Regions from separate parts of the Mus musculus genome. Here region 2 is linked to region 1. A link is a contact called in public promoter capture Hi-C data. All regions are on one chromosome and are shown on one strand. The core of a region is the stretch at or near the end of the contact, and the rest is flanking DNA. Distances in the headings are between cores, read along the strand shown. Region 1 holds the start of Junos (a long non-coding RNA gene). Region 2 holds the start of Cyp2j9 (cytochrome P450, family 2, subfamily j, polypeptide 9).

Evidence for each region. Promoter capture Hi-C pulls out the DNA fragments that hold promoters and counts their contacts.
Region 2: a promoter capture Hi-C map of hippocampal neurons shows a contact between it and region 1, with 4 times the contacts expected there. The contact joins the promoter of Cyp2j9 here to the promoter of Junos in region 1. A contact is called at or near these places in 2 of 39 promoter capture datasets (embryonic stem cells and hippocampal neurons) and 2 of 115 datasets of contacts at active chromatin or transcription factors (astrocytes and large pre-B cells).

Annotation. Positions count from the first base shown.
Region 1 is chr4:95,050,358-95,054,005 of GRCm38.p6, reverse strand. Junos (a long non-coding RNA gene) reads right to left here and starts at 1,689. Exons shown (of 5, transcript XR_867920.3): 1 at 1,624-1,689. It overlaps Jun (jun proto-oncogene), which reads left to right and starts at 1,784. Exons shown (of 1, transcript NM_010591.2): 1 at 1,784-3,648. The coding sequence starts at 2,735.
Region 2 is chr4:96,589,821-96,593,468 of GRCm38.p6, reverse strand. It overlaps Cyp2j9 (cytochrome P450, family 2, subfamily j, polypeptide 9), which reads left to right and starts at 1,984. Exons shown (of 9, transcript NM_028979.2): 1 at 1,984-2,333. The coding sequence starts at 2,124.

The DNA of each region.
Region 1 (3,648 bases), core at 440-2,939:
AGACTTCACAGAAACCCTGCTCTACCCTGCCCCCACCAAGGTCAGCGCTTGACTGGTAGCAGCCAGTTACCCTCTGCAGCCGGCAGTGAAAAAGAGCTGGCGGGTTTCCCACCGATACCAGCTGCTATTGGGTTCTGAATACTCAAAAGGCAAAATATCTTAAGGCTTCAGGGTACAAACCCTGAGCTGAGTTCTGAGGCAGCAAAGTCCAAATTAGAACCTTTCTAGGTCCAACTTCAAACTTCAAGTCCTAGGCTGAAGGGAGGCTTAAGGGAAGAGTTGGCTCCCGGTCCTTTTTCTATCTTGCTTACGGGCTCCTGCCAAATCTCAACCCAGGATCCTCCAAATCACCCCACCCCCACCCCACCGACGGCCCAGGGTAACTCCGAAGCTGGTAGGGAAGGGGGCTATTCTCAGAGTCAAAACTAATGCCTGGCAGCCCGGTGTAGTGGACCTCATTCGCTCTACTTCTAGATGAGACCAATAAAGCTCAGAGAAGTTCTGAGATTTGCCCTTATGCCCTGGGAGAACCAAGCTTGCCACCTCTTTAGTCCTGAGGGGTGGAGGGTGGAGGGCTGATAGCAGAACCTTAGAAAAGAAATAACTTACATGTGTCTAGCGCTTCCTAGAGGCCGCACAGGATATGACTCCACCAGTGAGCGGGGAGGGGAGTTTTCAGCCTGTTTCTACCAGGGACTCCTGCTTAAGCACCGTGACTTGGGGCGAGTCCGCAGCTCTCAAGGCTTGTTTTCCCAGAAGCAAATCAGGGAGGGAGGAAGGGCGGGCGCAGACTGAGTGTGCGCGGGACCGTGTGTATGTGCTAGCGCAGGCGATCGCCGAGGTTTCCTGAGTTTCGAACCTTTATATGTTGCTTTCGACACCCCATGGGCGCTGGGCTAGCATCTTTCACACCTAGAGGAGGGGTCCCTCGGAGGCAAAGCGAACACCCCTCCCCCGGCACGTCCAGAGAATAAAGTGTTGTGCCGGGGACCCTGATGAGTCGGTTCCGAACACCGCAAATCTCTGGTTTCCAGGTACAGCACACTGCGGCGCAGATCCTTCTCCGAAACTAAACTTCCAAGCATACTCATCTTGGAGGGCTACTCTCAAACCCGCTCAACTTCAACGCACTTACGTGCTCCCACACCCAGGGCGCACACAACCCTTTTAACCCGCATCGCTCTGTCCCCCGGAAGTGCGGGGGTGCGGAGCCAGCTTCAGTCACTCAGATCATTCAGCCCTTTCTCGGGCGTGCGTGCGTGTGTGTGTGTGTGTGTGTGCCCGCGCGCGGGCGCGCGCCTGTGTGCAACCTTCACTCCCACCCAAGCTCTCCGCCCCCGGCCACTAGCGCGCCTCCCCTGCTTTCTGGATCCCCGCGTCTCGGTCCCAGTCCCCAGCCCTGAACTTGAGCCCGCCTCCGACAGACTCCGCAAGGGTCCTGCCGACCGGCAGCCTCCGTCACTAGACAGCCAAACCAAGACGTCAGCCCACAATGCACCGGGCGGGCCGGGAAAGACGCGCCGGGGAGGGAACCCGGGAACACAAGCCGAAGCTGAGCGCGGGAGGGGGGGGGGGGAGGAGGAGAAAGAAGGGCCCAACTGTAGGAGCGCAGCGGAGCATTACCTCATCCCGTGAGCCTTCGCGGGCCCAGAGAAGAATCTTCTAGGGTGAGGTCTCCATGGCGACGGGTGGGCCCGCCCCCCTGAGAACGACGCAAGCCAATGGGAAAGCCTCGGGGTGACATCATGGGCTATTTTTAGGGATTGACTGGTAGCAGATAAGTGTTGAGCTCAGGCTGGATAAGGACTCAGAGTTGCACTGAGTGTGGCAGAGACAGCCTGGCAGGAGAGCGCTCAGGCAGACAGACAGACAGACGGACGGACTTGGCCAACCCGGTCGGCCGCGGACTCCGGACTGTTCATCCGTTTGTCTTCATTTTCTCACCAACTGCTTGGATCCAGCGCCCGCGGCTCCTGCACCGGTATTTTGGGGAGCATTTGGAGAGTCCCTTCTCCCGCCTTCCACGGAGAAGAAGCTCACAAGTCCGGGCGCTGCTGACAGCATCGAGAGCGGCTCCCGACCGCGCGAGGAAATAGGCGAGCGGCTACCGGCCAGCAACTTTCCTGACCCAGAGGACCGGTAACAAGTGGCCGGGAGCGAACTTTTGCAAATCTCTTCTGCGCCTTAAGGCTGCCACCGAGACTGTAAAGAAAAGGGAGAAGAGGAACCTATACTCATACCAGTTCGCACAGGCGGCTGAAGTTGGGCGAGCGCTAGCCGCGGCTGCCTAGCGTCCCCCTCCCCCTCACAGCGGAGGAGGGGACAGTTGTCGGAGGCCGGGCGGCAGAGCCCGATCGCGGGCTTCCACCGAGAATTCCGTGACGACTGGTCAGCACCGCCGGAGAGCCGCTGTTGCTGGGACTGGTCTGCGGGCTCCAAGGAACCGCTGCTCCCCGAGAGCGCTCCGTGAGTGACCGCGACTTTTCAAAGCTCGGCATCGCGCGGGAGCCTACCAACGTGAGTGCTAGCGGAGTCTTAACCCTGCGCTCCCTGGAGCGAACTGGGGAGGAGGGCTCAGGGGGAAGCACTGCCGTCTGGAGCGCACGCTCCTAAACAAACTTTGTTACAGAAGCGGGGACGCGCGGGTATCCCCCCGCTTCCCGGCGCGCTGTTGCGGCCCCGAAACTTCTGCGCACAGCCCAGGCTAACCCCGCGTGAAGTGACGGACCGTTCTATGACTGCAAAGATGGAAACGACCTTCTACGACGATGCCCTCAACGCCTCGTTCCTCCAGTCCGAGAGCGGTGCCTACGGCTACAGTAACCCTAAGATCCTAAAACAGAGCATGACCTTGAACCTGGCCGACCCGGTGGGCAGTCTGAAGCCGCACCTCCGCGCCAAGAACTCGGACCTTCTCACGTCGCCCGACGTCGGGCTGCTCAAGCTGGCGTCGCCGGAGCTGGAGCGCCTGATCATCCAGTCCAGCAATGGGCACATCACCACTACACCGACCCCCACCCAGTTCTTGTGCCCCAAGAACGTGACCGACGAGCAGGAGGGCTTCGCCGAGGGCTTCGTGCGCGCCCTGGCTGAACTGCATAGCCAGAACACGCTTCCCAGTGTCACCTCCGCGGCACAGCCGGTCAGCGGGGCGGGCATGGTGGCTCCCGCGGTGGCCTCAGTAGCAGGCGCTGGCGGCGGTGGTGGCTACAGCGCCAGCCTGCACAGTGAGCCTCCGGTCTACGCCAACCTCAGCAACTTCAACCCGGGTGCGCTGAGCAGCGGCGGTGGGGCGCCCTCCTATGGCGCGGCCGGGCTGGCCTTTCCCTCGCAGCCGCAGCAGCAGCAGCAGCCGCCTCAGCCGCCGCACCACTTGCCCCAACAGATCCCGGTGCAGCACCCGCGGCTGCAAGCCCTGAAGGAAGAGCCGCAGACCGTGCCGGAGATGCCGGGAGAGACGCCGCCCCTGTCCCCTATCGACATGGAGTCTCAGGAGCGGATCAAGGCAGAGAGGAAGCGCATGAGGAACCGCATTGCCGCCTCCAAGTGCCGGAAAAGGAAGCTGGAGCGGATCGCTCGGCTAGAGGAAAAAGTGAAAACCTTGAAAGCGCAAAACTCCGAGCTGGCATCCACGGCCAACATGCTCAG
Region 2 (3,648 bases), core at 735-3,234, 1.5 Mb before region 1:
GTAACCCATATCCAACACTGCTTGGACAACCCAGCACCAGAGACTAGATAGCCTGGAAACCAGAGTCTGAAAAGATGTTCTGTTAAATGACTCCTAATAATGTTTTGCTATACTTATAGATCAGTGCTTTATACAGTGATCATTAGAGAGGCTTCCTCTGGCAGCAGATGGGAACAGATGCAGAGGCACACAGCCAGACCTTATGTGGACCGAGTCTAAATGAAATGTCTCCATCAAATCCCTACCCTCAGAACTTAGGGACTCCTGTAAATGAGGAGGCAAAAGAGGGAAAGAGCCAGAGGAAATGGTGAACACCAGGAGAGCAAGGACCTCTCTGAATCCCCTAAGATAAGTACCTAAGAGCGAGCAGAGATTCTGCAGCAGCAAGCCCGGGGCTTCCATGGGTCTGGGTTAGGGCCTCTGGACATGGATTTCAGCTATTAGCTTTGTATTTTTTATGGGACTCTTGAGTGAAAGAATGAGTGGGTCTCTGGCTCTTGTGTCTGCTTTGGGGACTCTTTTCCTACTGTTGGGTTGCAGTGTTCAACTTTGATACCGTAGGTTTTGTCTTGTTTTGTTATCTCTTAGAAACCTGTTCTTTCCTGAGAGACAAAGAGTAGATTCACAGGGAAGGGCCTGTTGGGAGAAACTGAGAAGAAGAGAGGAAGGAGAAATTATCATCTGGGCATAGTGTATGAGAAAATAATCTGTTTTCAACAAAAGAAAAAAATCAAAAGAGGATTGAAAGAATACAAACAAGCTAAGCTTTGTTAAGTTTCTCTTCTTATTCCTCTGTCTCCCTCTTAAGATCTTGGAGAGTTAGAAACTTCAATTTATCTTTTTTAATCAATAAAAAGTTTGTAAGCAGACTGTATATCTATATGTTTAGTGCCTATGCATGTCTAGCCTGATATGTGGCTTAAGGGTCTCCTATATGTGGCACAGGGTGGAAAGTTCCATGCTGGAGACCAAATGTGCTTGGAGATTCTCATGGAAGAGCCGAGAGAGAACAAGCTGGAGATCTTTATGGAAAATGAAACAAACCAGATGCAGAAAGGCGAAGACAGCTTGTTTTCTGCGGTACTAGCCTAGATTAAACTGTGTTTGAGTAAATGGGGTCAGGGTCTGGGACTAGAAATGGAACCATGGAAGGAAAGGAGCAAATCTTTAGGAAGGTACACTGCCAAAATGCAGAAGGGGATAATCTGGGGAAGAGCAGGACCTACAACAGTAGTGTAGGGAATGAGTGGAAAGTGCCAAATATATGCATAAATATTTGTGAAAAAACATGGACATGAAAGTGCCCGTTAATCAAATTCACTAAATTATATACTAACCCTAAAAGTTAATAGGGAGGGAGGGAGAGTGCAAAGTGATGATGGAAAGGCTTCTTAGCATGGTCAAGGGCTGCGGTGTTCAGTTCTCTAACACTACAAAAGGGGGTAGGGGAGAATCAAGACCAGGGTGTTCTTTCTGTGAAGAATCTGTGGATTCACTTAATTCACTGTGAATAGCACTCAAAGCTGGTGAGCTCTTATAAAGAGGCCAGAGCGCTCCCTGGCGTGCAGCCCAGAAACATGGGCTGATACTGTTCCTGTTTCAGAAAATTGCAATCAGTGGTGAAAGGTTGTTTATAAAACGGGAGATCAGATGCACATGATACTCTCTGGGTTGCATGCAAATCACAAGCCTAGAACCAGAGAAATACTTTGTTTATGAGCAAGGTTCTTAGCTAGTCCATACATGCTCAAGTGGCTTCCCCACCCCCAAAGGAATAGTCTCCAAAGGCTAAGACTTGGAACTTGGAGAGGGGCGTGACGGAGAGTCTTGAGGCGGGGCCAAGGGGATGTTTGGGTCCTTAGGAAGACTGGGTAAAAGTGAAAGAGCTCTGGAGACAAAGCTCTGTTAAGACTTAGGGAAGCAGATAAACAAGGCGGGCCAAAGTTGCTGAAGTGAATAGAGCAGGGAGGAGGAGTCTGCAGGCGACAGATTGGAGGGGCCCTGTAGCGATTTGGGGGTTTAAACCACAGGCCTGGTTCATTCTGGGAACTACAGGCAGTGTCCTTGGGGAACTGCCTCAGTTCAGATTCTCATTCCTCCAAGAGCCTGCTCTGATATCAGCCATGCTTGCGGCAGCCGGCTCCCTAGTGGCTGCCATTTGGGCTGCGCTCCATCTCCGGATTTTGCTGCTGTCTGCTGTCACCTTTCTGTTCCTGGCTGATTTCCTCAAAAACCGTCGCCCCAAGAACTACCCGCCAGGGCCAATGCGCCTTCCTTTCGTGGGTTGCTTGTTCCATTTGGACCCCAAGCAGCCCCACCTATCCCTTCAGCAGGTAGGAAGAGGCAACACTGCCTGGCTGCATCCTGAAACTGTATATTGCCATCAGGAACTCGAGGATGTAGCCGAAGGCTGTTGCTGACAGCCCACTAACCCAGAGATAAGGTCTTACAGGTTACAAACAGTTGTAGATTTTCTTGATATCTGTCGATGAAAGATTCCCAGAGTGATTTTATGGCCAGAAAACTTACTGTCTCTGATTTTAAAGTCTTTTAAGTATGTCAAGGTAGATTTGATGACGTAATAATTTATCCTCATAAACACGTTATGTTGGAGTAAGAAATAGGATGTCCCAGATGTTGGTTACACTACCTATCCAGTTTTGTTTTGTTTTGTTTTGAAAGTGTGTTCTCCTCTTGACCTGTGTACATATCAGTTCTCTGATTTGTCTTATTGAGCCTAGTTTGGTCCTTTTGCATCTTTGATGACTGCTCACCTACTGACTTTATCTAATCCAGAGAAAGATGCACTGAAGTTTCCAGCTCCACTAAAAGTCTGCCTGTTTTCCCACTGAGTTGTTGTAGCTCTCCCGCTTGTCCTGGAAAAATGGTTATGAGTACATAGTACCTGTATAGGACTGGAAGGTCTTTCTGCTCTATGACCCTCTTCCCACGTGATATTTCTTATCTACAGTAATTTTCTCTGTTTAGATAGTGAATACTCTGCCATGTGTGACCATCCCTGTCACTTTCCAGTATTTGTGAAGATTGGCTATGTCTGATTATTTATTGCTAATTTGAGGATTTAAACCCATATTTTTCCTTCTGTTCTCCCACCCATTTTTTTTTTAAATTCTGAGTTCTCTGTGTGTTTTTTAGACACTTTCCAAATACTTGCCTCTCTATTCCTCTTTGCTCTTTTCTTATATCTCCTGGATATCCTTGTATCATCCTCCCAGCAGCTGCTCAGTGTTTGTTATTCATTGCTCACATTCGACTGACTTTGTTAACACTATTTTTTCAGGGGAAGCAAAACAACTACAAAACTAGAGGACCCTATCCTCTCTCTATGGCCCAGCTGCCTAAGGTGTTTCCTCCACACACACTAAGAACTACACCAGACACTAACCTGCTCTTCAGTGTCCTGTGCAGCTGGAACTTAAAGGCGGAAAAGCCTCTTGTCTTTGCTCCTTACTCCTCTCCCATAGATTCATTGTTGTTTTGGTTTGTTTTGTTTTTGTTGTTGTTGTTGTTTGTTTTGGGTTTTTCGGTTTTTTTTTTTTTGACATTTCATGTTCAATTTTTTTTTTCTGACTTTCAGTACTTACTTTCCCTGTTTCTTCAGAGGTGGCTTTGGCAGAAGGAAATTTC